2 separate regions of the Mus musculus genome follow, and region 1 is linked to region 2. The links are chromatin contacts, called in public Hi-C maps. All regions are on one chromosome and are shown on one strand. The core of a region is the stretch at or near the end of the contact, and the rest is flanking DNA. Distances in the headings are between cores, read along the strand shown.

Region 1 (5,431 bases), core at 596-3,095, 34 kb before region 2:
TGTAAATAACAACAGGCCATCAAAATGGGATTTGAGCCCAAATCTTTTCGTCTTAAGTCTAGTGTTCACTCCATAACACATTTGTGGAAGGTACCAAGGCGCTTCAGTGTTTACGGAGATGAAAGCCTTTCATTTGAAATTTCTTTTCTTTTAAAGTTGTATTTGTTCATTGAAAACTCACAATTTGTTCTGCTCATGGTTTCCCCTCCAGCATCTCCCCCTCCCCCAGCATCTCCCCCTCCCCCAGCACCTCCCCCCCCCCCCGCATCCTCCTTCACTCCCCACTCCTCCATCTCCGAGCCTTCATTATCTTTGTTTTTATAAAACAAATACACATAAAAAGAAAAAAGAACAAATAAGCTGAGCAGTGGTGGCACATGCCTTTAATCCCAGCACTTGGGAGGCAGAGGTAGGCGGATTTCTGAGTTAGAGGTCAGCCTGGTCTACAGAGTGAGTTCCAGGACAGCCAGGGCTATACAGAGAAACCCTGTCTTGAAAAAACTAAAATACACACACACACACACACACACACACACACAAATATATATATATATATATATATATATATATATACACATATGTATGCATATATATATGCACAGAAACAGAATCATACACAATAAAAAGACAAAACTGAAAAAAATGTAGTATGCAAGCAGTAACACGTACACATAAACATGTGCACACACGTGTGCACACACAAACAGGCCCAAATTAAGAAATATGAACCAAAAAAGCCTATAATAATGCTGTTGAGTTCATTTCCTGTTGGTCATCACTGCTGGACACTAACAGAGTCTGTTATTAGCTGTAGTTAATATACTCAGTGAGACTAAATTGGAGAAATTCATTTTTTCCTGTTGTTCATTGGAAATAACCTCTTTGTTAGGAAGGGAAGCTCATGTCCACTTCCCCATTTCAGTGCTATGAACCTGTCTGCTGAAACACATATGAACTCACAGAAACTATGGCAGTACATACAGGGCCTGCACAGGTTTAAAGCAGTTTAACAGTGTCTTCAGAAACTCAAGTCCCTGGAGGAGTTACTCCATACATTACCACCAGGTGGTGCCACCACACAACGGCTGACTCTCCCAAGGGGTCAAGGCTGTATAGAATGGTCAGAAGAGTTAACTGAGCCTGCCTGGATCCACACTGGCTTGACCATGAAGTGCTGACCCGATTTGATAATAAGGGACAAGAGCCAGTCCACTTACTAACCCATCTAGTTGACAAAGATTTCTTTATGTCTAGTAACTATTTTCCTTGTTAGAGACCTGAATCTGTCTCTGAATGTATTATCTTTGTCCGGAGGCACAGGTACAGAACAGGGGTCTTTCACAAAGCCCACCTCCACTCCCCATCATATCCTGAGATGGCTGTCAATCAGGGCTGGAGATGGAAGATCAGAGGTCATATCTAGGCCAGCCAGGCAGCTTTAAACAGTGCAGCACCCTTTGCCTGTATTTATGTCATCTGTGTCAAGGGCTTGGAGAGCTGTGGAGTTGGAGAACTGGAAGGGAAAAGAGACTGGCTGGCTGTCTCACACAGGTGGGACAGGAAGCCTTCTTCACTGGCCACATGGTTCTAGGATTCTGGAAGCTCCTAGGGTGACATGCAAGGACAGGAGCCTGAGACCCAGGCAAGTCACCAGGCTGGCTCTGGCCTAGCCTTAGATGTGCCCATTATTCAGGAGGCCTGCTATGGAAAAGAAGCAGGAAGTCAAAACAGCAAGGAGTAGCTGTCCTGCTTGTCCCAGCACCGTGGGACTATCTACCTCTAGTGTGAGCTGCCCGGAACTTCTTTAGGGAGCAGGCCATGAGTCACTGAGGCGTCACTGGTCTCAGACTCCTGGTTCCTGTTACATGAGGAGGAAGTCTGACTGATGTCAAAGGGTCAGGAGAGGGGTCAGGGACTCTCAGGGTCCAGGTGACGAAGCAGTGTAGTGTTGCAGGCAGTTCACCCTGAGGGGGGACTTCCAGGGACACCAAGGGGCATGGCTTCCTACCCAGGCCAGGCAGCCGCACCCTGGCATGACTGAGGGTGGAGAGGGCACACAGTGAGAGAAGCAGTCTGTCCTCTTTCCCCTTGTCCAGTCCCCCCTCCTCACTCTGCTCTCTCCATCCCTGCTTTCAGCTCTGTGAGGGAGGACCCAGCTCTCCACCAGCACTTGGTCGCTTTCCTTTGCTCCAAAGTTTCAACCAGCCTTAGCATAACAGAAGCTGTTAATAGCAGGGAAAATGAGACGCTTGGAAAGGCTCTGGGCTGTGTGAAAACAATACAAAGTGCCACCCTGAGCTTTGTGGATTATAGTTTAAGAGATGCTTCCAAGAGCATACACCTGTCATCCCAGTGTCTGGGAGGCAGAGTCAGGAGGACCCATAGTGGACTGGAGAGCAAAGCTGTCTCAAAACAAGCAGCCACAGAACCAAAGAGATACCTTTAAAAAAGAACTATCTTATGATAGTAAGTAGCCATCTGTGAAGTACCATTTCATTTCTTAAAATCAGTGTATTGTGTGTGTGAGTCTCTCTCTCTCTGTGTGTGTGTGTGTGTGAGTGTGTGTGAGTCTCTCTCTTTCTGTATGTGTGTGTGTGTGTGTGTGTGTGTGTGAGTCTCTCTCTCTCTGTGTATGTGTGTGTGTGTGAGTGTTTCTCTGTGTATGTGTGTGAGAGTGTGTGTGTAGGGGGGAGGTCTGGCCTGGAGGAGCTGAAGTTACACTCGGTATGGGTTCTGAACGACCAAACTCAAGTCCTCTGCAAGAGCAGTATGTTCTCCTAACAGCTGAACCATCTCTATAATCCAAGAACTTAATAAAATGCTGCTTTTTTTAAAAATGCCATGGGGCTGGAGAGATGGCTCAGAGAGCACTGGCTGCTCTTCCAGCGGACCGAAGTTTAATTCCTAGCACCCACATGGCAGCTCTCAGCTGTCTAAAACTCTAGTTCTAGGTGGAATCTGATGTTCTCACACAGACATATGTGCAGGCAAAACATCGATGCAGAGCAAAACAGAATTGCATTAAAGAACTATTGCTGTGTTCAGGAAAAAAAATCCCCTTCTATGCAACACCTTATGCAGATGCCTAGAGCATCATGGACACAGATATTACAGTAAACCCCACAGGCAGACCTCTGTGCATACAGAAATGCTGTTGTTGTTGTTGTTGTTATTGTTGCTGCTGCTGCTGCTGTTAAAACTTAGCTGGGATTTAAAGGGATTTGAGTGTTTGTAACTCTTTGGTACAGTGGTAACAACCCGAAGCCCCTTCATATTTCATTTCTAAATTCCAGTCTGTAGAAATGATGTCAGTCCTCAGGTATTATGGTATGTGCCCTTCCACCTTTTACCGACCAAGTCCTGACCCTGGTGTCTTGGAATGCGACTGCACATAGTCCTTTAAAGAGGTCATTACTGACGAAATGAAGTCATATGCGTGGGCTCTAATTCAACAAGCCTGATGACCTTTTAAAAAGAGATTAGGGGACAACTCTCGTGTGAGCCCCCCCCCCCACACACACACAGAGAGAGAGAGAGAGAGAGAGAGAGAGAGAGAGAGAGACTTTTGTCTAAAGGCACACACAAGCACACACACAGGGATAGAGAGATAGAGAGGGAGAGAGAAAGAGAAAAAGAAAGAGAGACTCTATGGAAAGAAACAGGGAAAATAAGCCAACTTTAAGCCACAGCAAGAGGCCTTAGAACAAGCTACCCTTGCTGATTCTGAGTCTCGGATTTGTGGCCTCCAGTGATGTTTACCAGCTATCTCCCAACCCAGGTCCTTTATGGCAGAGGAATAGGGACAGAGGAGATGCAAACAGTGTGTCTGCTCCTGTCTCCTTTCAAACAGATGTTTGCACCGAAAGAGTTGATGGATGTTCAGACTCCACACACATTCTTTCTATGCTTCTGTATGTGGCCTCAAAGTGACAGTCTCCCTTCTGAGAGCCTCCTGTTTTAGTAATGGCATAAGCTAGACATGCAGAACCCAGGTGGGGCCTTAGCTGGGGTAGATGGAGAGAGAGGTGCAGCCTCCGGGCCTAGGGCCTTAGCTGGGGAAGATAGATGGAGAGAGAGGTGCAGCCTCCGAGCCTAGCTGAGCTCCAAACAAGTGTGAGGACCGGGTGGAGGTGGCCGGGAGTGGAGAGACTTGGATCACCCCAGCCAGATGCTGAGGTGACCTCCCGGAGTTCTGTGGCAGCAGTGGGCTGGATGAGGACCCTCAGCCGGAAAACCCCTGTAGGAGGGGAAAACTGCTGAGTGGAGACAGTAGAAGTCTTCCTCTGGGGTTTGCCCTGGAGATCATGGCTTACCTTTTATCCCAGCACTCGGGAGGCAGACACAGGAGGATGTGTGTGAGTTTGTACATTGTATCCAGGTCCTCCAGAGATACATAGTAAGACCCTATCTCAAATAAACAAATCAAATAAGTAGTTGATGCAGAATAGTGGGTTGTTTGTTTGTTTGTTTTTGGTAATTAATTTTGTGTGGATGAGCTAGATTTTCCACACGCATAGAAGAAAATTTCCGGGGCAGGTGACAAGTTCTAGAATTCCTAACTGTGTGTGTATTAGATTCTAAGGCCAAGGAGAAAAATTAATTACCTTAGAGCCGAGTTCCTTGGCAGCTGGTGCCCTGCTGGCATTGCAGCCTGCAGGTACCCGGACTTTTCCTCCTATAAAACCTTATTAATCTCAAATCTAAAGAACAAAAGGGAAGGCTCTCCAGCAACCCCCTTACCCTGCCCTTCCCCTTACCCCTTCCCTGGCTCAGCTAATCTCAGTACTTTTATTAACCAGCACTAAGGTTCTCCTTGGTTAAGAACTGGCAGGTGCTTTGAAACAGTCACCATTTTTAATTAACCCTCTTTAAAATAATGTGTCTTGATTGTAATTTGGTATGATTTAATTAACTCTAACTTAAGAGCTGGACCTTAAACCTCTCCACCCAATCAAGAAATCCTTAGACACTAGGCTTCTCTGAAGGCGCCTTGAGTTGTTTTCCCAGATGGCAGAGGGGACCCCACTTGTGCTAGACAGTGTGTGGGACCCTAGCTCCCAGGCTTCTCCTTTTATACTTAAGCTGTACCAAACCCTGCTACCATTTCTCTGTCTGAGCACCCCATCTCCTGACTCAGGCCCTCAGGTGCCCCCTCAACAGGCTTGGTCCCTTCTCCTCTCAAGCCCCACCCTCTGGGATCCTCTGCAGAAAACCTTCCCACAGTTCCTGCTGTAACTGGAATTCATAGAGATCCAGGGGTGAGTAGAGGGACCATAGCTATAGCCATCCATAGAAGACAGAGGCAGAGGGGATGGAGGAGTCCTGGATAAGTGACTGTAGTCCATTTCTGCCCTGCTTCCCTGTGGTCAAGCAGAGAATGTCTGATGATAGTTGTTATGCAAGCAAAAGGCTCCTCAGATAAACAAGTTAG
Region 2 (5,971 bases), core at 1,071-3,570:
CCTGTTGGGAAAGAAGGGGTCAGGCATGCTGGGTAAATGGTGTTTCTATGGTCAGCAAATGTTTGCTGAGCATGTACTTTCTGCAAACGCTCTCAAGGGTCTGAGTGGGAATAGACGGGTGGCAGGTGGTTCAGTTTCCTCCTCGAGGGAGGAGTCCCTACCCTCCCCGCCACAGACACCGCCCCCACACCCTTCCACTTCTCCCTCGGGTGAGCTGTCTATTTCCTGCCCCTGAGTGAGGGCTCGACACACTCATTTCCCAGTACCTGGTTTTGCTCATACGTTGTTTCTCTACCACCAGCCCAGCTACCAGCCCGCTGTTCACAGTTATCCCACAGTTCTATAAAACCTCAGTGGCAGCCGGGCAGTGGTGGCACATGCCTTTAATCCCAGCACTTGGGAGGCAGAGGCAGGAAGATCACTCTGAGTTCAAGGCCAGCCTGGTCTACAGAGAGAATTCTTGACAGCCAGGGCACAGAGACACAGGACACAGAGAAACCCTGTCTTGAAAAACCAAATAAAAACCCCAAATAGTTAAGTAAATAAATAAGTAAACAAACAAACAAATAAGTATATCACTTGATGAATAGAGGTTCAGATCCCAAGCTCCCACATCAGATGCTCAACCTCCTGTAGCTCCAGCAGGTCCCACATCTTCTCTGGTCTCTGTGAACACTGCACATGCATGGTGCACACATATACACCCAGGCACACATGTAGACATGAAATAAATACATCTTTAAAAAACATACCTCTTTCCCTGTGGTCCTATTTCTGTTTCTGGAAACACATCTGGTTACCAGTTTTAGACGCTCTCTGGGACCGTCCCTCCCCACACGGATTCCTCTTGTAAGCCTCCTCCTGGTTTGTACGGTTCTGCCAATCCCGGTGTTCAGAGCCATTTAGGTGCAGGTTCCACTGCAGGCATTTTGAGGTGTCTAAGGCATGGTTAACATGTGTCTGCGCCTGTGTTATATGACACCCTTTCTATCGTCCAGCACAGCCTCCCTTACAGTTTGCCTAATTCCAGATATACCCAAAACCCAGATGTCTTTGCACTGGCAAGCAGTCCCGTTGAGAACACTGTTCATGCAGTTTTATCATCTACAAAGCCCAGACTTGAGAACTAAGCAATCAAGTTTCACAAAAACGTGCAATGTTTTAAGTAGGCTTACTACTTTCTTTTTGTTGGGAGGAGGGACAAAGGTTGCATTCATAACTATACTCGGCTGACTAGGCGTGGAGCATGCCTGGTAGACCCACTGTTTCCAAAGGGGTCCAGGGAGAATAGCTTCCTCCTTTGTCTTCTTTTTAAAGATCACTTGAAAATATTTTTTTTTCAAGTTTTGCCTGCATGTATACCTGTGCGCCACATATATGCAGTACCCGAGGAGGCCAGAAGATGGCACTAGATCCTCCTGGCACTGAAGTTAACAAAGGTTTTGGGAGCTGTCTTGATGGTGCTGGGAATTGAACCAGATCTTATAGAACAGAAACAGATCTTAACTTCTGAGCCATTTCTCCAGCTCTGTAAATAAATACAAGCACGTTTCATCACTGTGCAACTTTTCTTCTATTGCTGTTGCAGTTTTCCTACAAAATAATCACTATTACTTTTTGAAATCTTTTCACGTTACTGTTTTGAGTGACTGAATTTTTGAGTGTTGATTTTATTCAACATGTTTGTCAGTAAACATTTACTTATTAAAATACTGTAAGACACATGCCATTTCTGCAGTCCTTTCTTCAGGAATAACAAGCCGTTGAGTGAGTGCCTCGCTCACTTTACAATGGAGGAAACTGAACTTGGAAATGACACCCTGGCCTTCCCAGTTGGCAATGTAATGCCACCTTCCCTGGAAAACTAACTAAACTAGGGCCTGAGAGTTTGTCTCTAATGTCTGTGCTGCTACCAGGAGCCAGGTGACCTCAGAGCTAGGCCCAGCTTTAGCTTATAGACGTCACTTTGTCACTTCGTGCCTTTTGTGATTTGCTTCTAGGTGACAGAACAAGGCTGAGTGGAAGAATGGGGGGAAACTGAGATCTGGGGTGGGATTGCGGAATAGGGAAAGTTTCCTGGAGGAGGGGTTGTAAGGGGGTGCTGAGAGAGAGAAGAGAGTGGCTGCGGGTGGGAACGGGGTGCTGGTATGGGCGCAGGGAGGTCTCAGGGCGCAGATGGGGCAGGGTTTCAGGGATCGCCCGGGACTGTCCGCGAGGGGCCGCAGTCCTCGGTCCGCCGGGTCCTGGGTCGCTGGGAGGGTCCGGACGCAGACCCGCCTGCTCCTCCTCCCGGGAGGGCGGGCGACTGCAGGGCGGGGCGGGGCTGGCGCGGCCTCCTGGCGACGCGGCGGCCGCTGCTCTCCGGCCCGGCTCTGCGGGCAGCTGCCGGAGCGGGACCCTGGAGGCAGAGGCGGTAAGTGAGCTCCGAGCGGGAGCCCGGAGGGTGTGCGCGGGACCCCGGAGCCCAGACGGTGCCCGGGAACTCGACAGGCTCGAGCTCCTGCAGCTTTGCGCAGTGCTCAGCCTCAGCGTCGGTCGTGGGATCCGGGCGCCGCGGCTGCAGTCCCGGGGCTGGAGGTGCGCTCCTGCCTCCTACGCTGAGCCCAGTACTGCAGACGAGTCGGACAGTTGGTGGCGAGCCTGTACAGGGCTCTAGTGACAGCTGCGGGCGAGCCCCACGGAGCACCGCACTCCCAACCCTTCCCTGCAGTGTTTGATCTCAGTGCTCTTTAAGCCATTCCTTAGAACAGGCTGGTGGCCGCTCCGCTGTCCTGGCCCCGCGTGCCACTGCACTGTCCAGGCAGGTCACCCCGAAAGCCCTTAAACCACGAGAGCACTTTTTTCGCTTTCTGAGGGACTTTTCCAAGTTGCATCACCGTTTGGCTTCAAGGTAGGTGCCTGGCTGTGGTGTTGGACTTACAGAGACTTTTTTTTTTTTTTTTAAGAACTTTGTATATTTACTGTGTGCGTGCCCTTTTACCCCAAGAACCCTTCCAACGCCGAGTACCCTGCTCAAAATACTGTAGGAGTTCTTTTAAAGAGGACTTGGCTTGCAGAGTGGGCTACACACCTGGTGAGATTTAAATCAAAACCAATGAAAAGATTCTCACCTTCCTCGCGCCCCCCACCCCCACCCTGGGTACATCTCTACTCCAGGGGTCTGGGGGTAGTCGGCGGTGGGAACTTTTAAAAAGCGACCCCGGGTGGTTCTGGGTGCAGCCAAGTTTGGAAGAGCAGAGCGCTCAGGCTCCTGACCCACCTCTCCACCAGGGGAGCCTGTGGACGCAGCCTGCTAACCTTAGACCGCAGGTGGTGCCATTTAAAAAATAAAAGTTCTCTTTGTTCCTAATTCTATTTACAGTAAATATTTCCGGGGGCACTTTCTATTTAGGAGGTTGGAGTGTGGGCATTAAATTCTGAAGTCATTGCCAGAGTCAAGGTTATATAGTCCTGTCAGGGAAAACCAAGTGATTCGGAAAAGTGTCTCAGATGAAGAGAACACTTAGGATTTGGTGAGCTTTTGTAGACCTCCTCCTTACACAGGCACGTGTGTACAGACACAAAAGCACTTGTGTTACATAAACGTGGGGATTTTCCTGGGAGTGGAGAGACCCTGAAGGGTTTCATTTGTGAGTTAGTTATTTTTGATGTGTGCTCGCGTCCTCAGGAGCAGCCATGTGTATGTTCCTTGATAGAATAAATAACACCTGAGTTAGGGGGTTAGCGTTTCCAGTACCAAGGCAGAGCTCAGCTCAATCGCCTGTCAGGTGACCTAAGATTGATAGGACAATGGGAAGGCTGAACATCTGTTTGAATCCGGTGGTTTTCTGTCACATATGTTTTATGGGACGTTTTGTCACACGTGTTTTAGGACAAGACGGTTGTCCCTGGGTTAACAGTCATCTCTAAGTTAACGCTCTCTGGTATTCCAAGTATGCTCTCACAAGTCTCCTGGTGGTTGCTGCAACGTGGCCACTAATCAGACTTCCCTTTTCCTTAGGCGATGGTCCTGTATATTGTCTTTTTGTAGTATCAGGATGATGTCCCTTTATGGGTGCCCTGGGGAGGGTGTTTGTCTCTGATCTCTGACATGAGCTAGACTGACGTTGATTTTTGAAAATGAAAAATGATAAAGTGTTGTCCCGTTGGCCTGTCCTGTTTCCTCTCCTCCTACTACGGTGCCCTCTCCTGTCACTGGTCAGCTGCTAGAATGTGACCACTGAGGAGTCACCAACATAGCAATGGCCTGCCTGTGGAGAGTGTGGTGTCACAGGGTGGCCCCTGAACCCAGAACCTCCAACTTCCGCAGAGTGTGTATGTATATGTATATATGTGTGTGCAAATGCATACGTGCATGCCAGACCATCAACATGACTGGTGTACACTTGTGAACCTCCTTCTCACCTGGGGAACAGGGCCCACCTTGAAAGTGTCAGATGCCTGAGAGATGGGAGAGTGGTCTGGCCCTGTCCCACACAGAGCGCAGATTTATTACAATACTTCCCACCCTGGGAGAGCACTTGTGATGTTCTGACCTGACCAGAAGAAATGGGTGAGTGGGGTGCCCTTCATCCAGGGGAAGGGGTACAGCCTCCAGGAAGGTGGTCTGTGCTGAGAGCTGTGATTGTGTTAGAACCATCCACTTAGTATAATGGTTTCTATTTTGTAAGTGTGTGTGTGTGTGTGTGTGTGTGTGTGTGTGTGTGAAGTTACTTTCTCATGTTGATGGAATGAGGAATGACAGAATTTAAAGTGTTTCTTAGTTCTTTTCCTCTGAAACTCATTTATCTAAAAGATGCAGTTAACCTTTTTAAAAGCTCAACTGACTCCTCCCTTCCTTCTTCCCTTCTCCGTCCCGCCCTCCCTCCTTCCCGCCCTCTTCCTCCTTCCCTTCCTTCTGTCCTTTCTTTGGTCCTAATGCTAAAGGGCAGAGACATAGACAGAGGCTGGCACCCAAGGAGAAACATTAAGCTCAAGGGAATTGAAAACTGAGTATTTTTCCCTGGGTAACACCCAAGCACACGTTTCCTTCAGTCCTTTGGCACTGTCATTATGATGAAACAAGGGTATGAGACCCTAGAAGGGGAGGTGGGGGGGGAGGAGGGGTACGGGTGGGGGTGGCACCAGGGTTGAGTGGTCTTCGTGAAGTGGGAAGCTTGCTGGAGTGTTCAATCAAATGTCCCCACTGGGGCTTGTAAGATGGCTCAGCCGGTAAGGATGCTTGCTGGTGACCTGAGTTTGATCCCTGGAACCTACATGGTTGGAGGAGAGGCTTGACTCCCTGCAAGTTGTCTTCTGACCTCCACATGCTCACCCCACACATTTAAAACAAAACAAAACAGCAACCTCCTCTACTTTGCTTTTTCTCATGTTCGCCTTCCTCTGCTCCCCAAGCCAAGGCCCATCCCCACTTTTGTGAGATGTGGGCTGGGGGTGGTAGGAGCTGGGTCTTTCTATACCACCCAGGCTCACTGCTAGCTGAGATCCTCCTGCCTCAGCAAGTGCTGGGATTTACTGCCCAGCCACATGAGAGGTTGTGTTAATGTTTCTTTGGTTACTCATTGAGCAACTATGTAAGAAGCCTATCCCTGCTGGCAAGGCTCTGTCCCACCTGCCAAGGTCTTGGACAGGATACAGTCCTTGCCTTAAGGAGCCTGAGTCTGGGAAGTGGATCTGCAGACTGTGTGTTATGGTGTGCTGTGCACAGTGACCAGCTGGCAGTACGGGGCACAGGCTAGCCTCACCTGGGTGGATTCCCCTGCAGTTTGTGGATATGGAAGGCATAAAAAGCCTTTCTGAGAATAAGTTCCAGCTTATTTCACTGGGACTCTGCTCCAGACTTGAAATGTGGTGTGTGTGTGTGTGTGTGTGTGTGTGTGTGTGTGTGTGTGTTTCCCTGACTGGAGAAGAGAGAGGGGCTAGCACATATCATTCAGTATGGAAGAAAGAGGATGCTGGGCCCTGGGGTGGG

The links. Hi-C and Micro-C count contacts between places; a contact is called where the count stands out from the background.
Region 1: a Hi-C map of uterus shows a contact between it and region 2, with 2.6 times the contacts expected there. The contact joins the enhancer-like site here to the promoter of Cgnl1 in region 2. A contact is called at or near these places in 5 of 39 promoter capture datasets (cranial neural crest, embryonic stem cells, liver and 2 more), 1 of 15 datasets of contacts at CTCF or cohesin (CD8 T cells), 42 of 484 Hi-C or Micro-C datasets (the AML12 cell line, the BV-2 cell line, the C2C12 cell line and 21 more), 7 of 115 datasets of contacts at active chromatin or transcription factors (acute myeloid leukemia, bone marrow-derived dendritic cells, embryonic stem cells and 1 more) and 2 of 9 other capture datasets (adipose tissue and pancreatic islet).

The regions. Positions count from the first base shown.
Region 1 is chr9:71,802,260-71,807,690 of GRCm38.p6, reverse strand. It overlaps a transcript of Cgnl1 not described here. Among named protein-coding and RNA genes, the nearest start is that of Cgnl1, 33 kb to the right of the region's middle. Within about 2 kb of position 1,845, at least 55 of the 459 cell types and tissues checked have an H3K27ac peak or open chromatin away from gene starts, as enhancers often do. A contact at or near this core is called in the AML12 cell line, the C2C12 cell line, the HL-1 cell line and 9 more, where this site is marked.
Region 2 is chr9:71,767,951-71,773,921 of GRCm38.p6, reverse strand. Cgnl1 (cingulin-like 1) reads left to right here and starts at 2,320. Exons shown (of 19, transcript NM_026599.5): 1 at 2,320-2,413.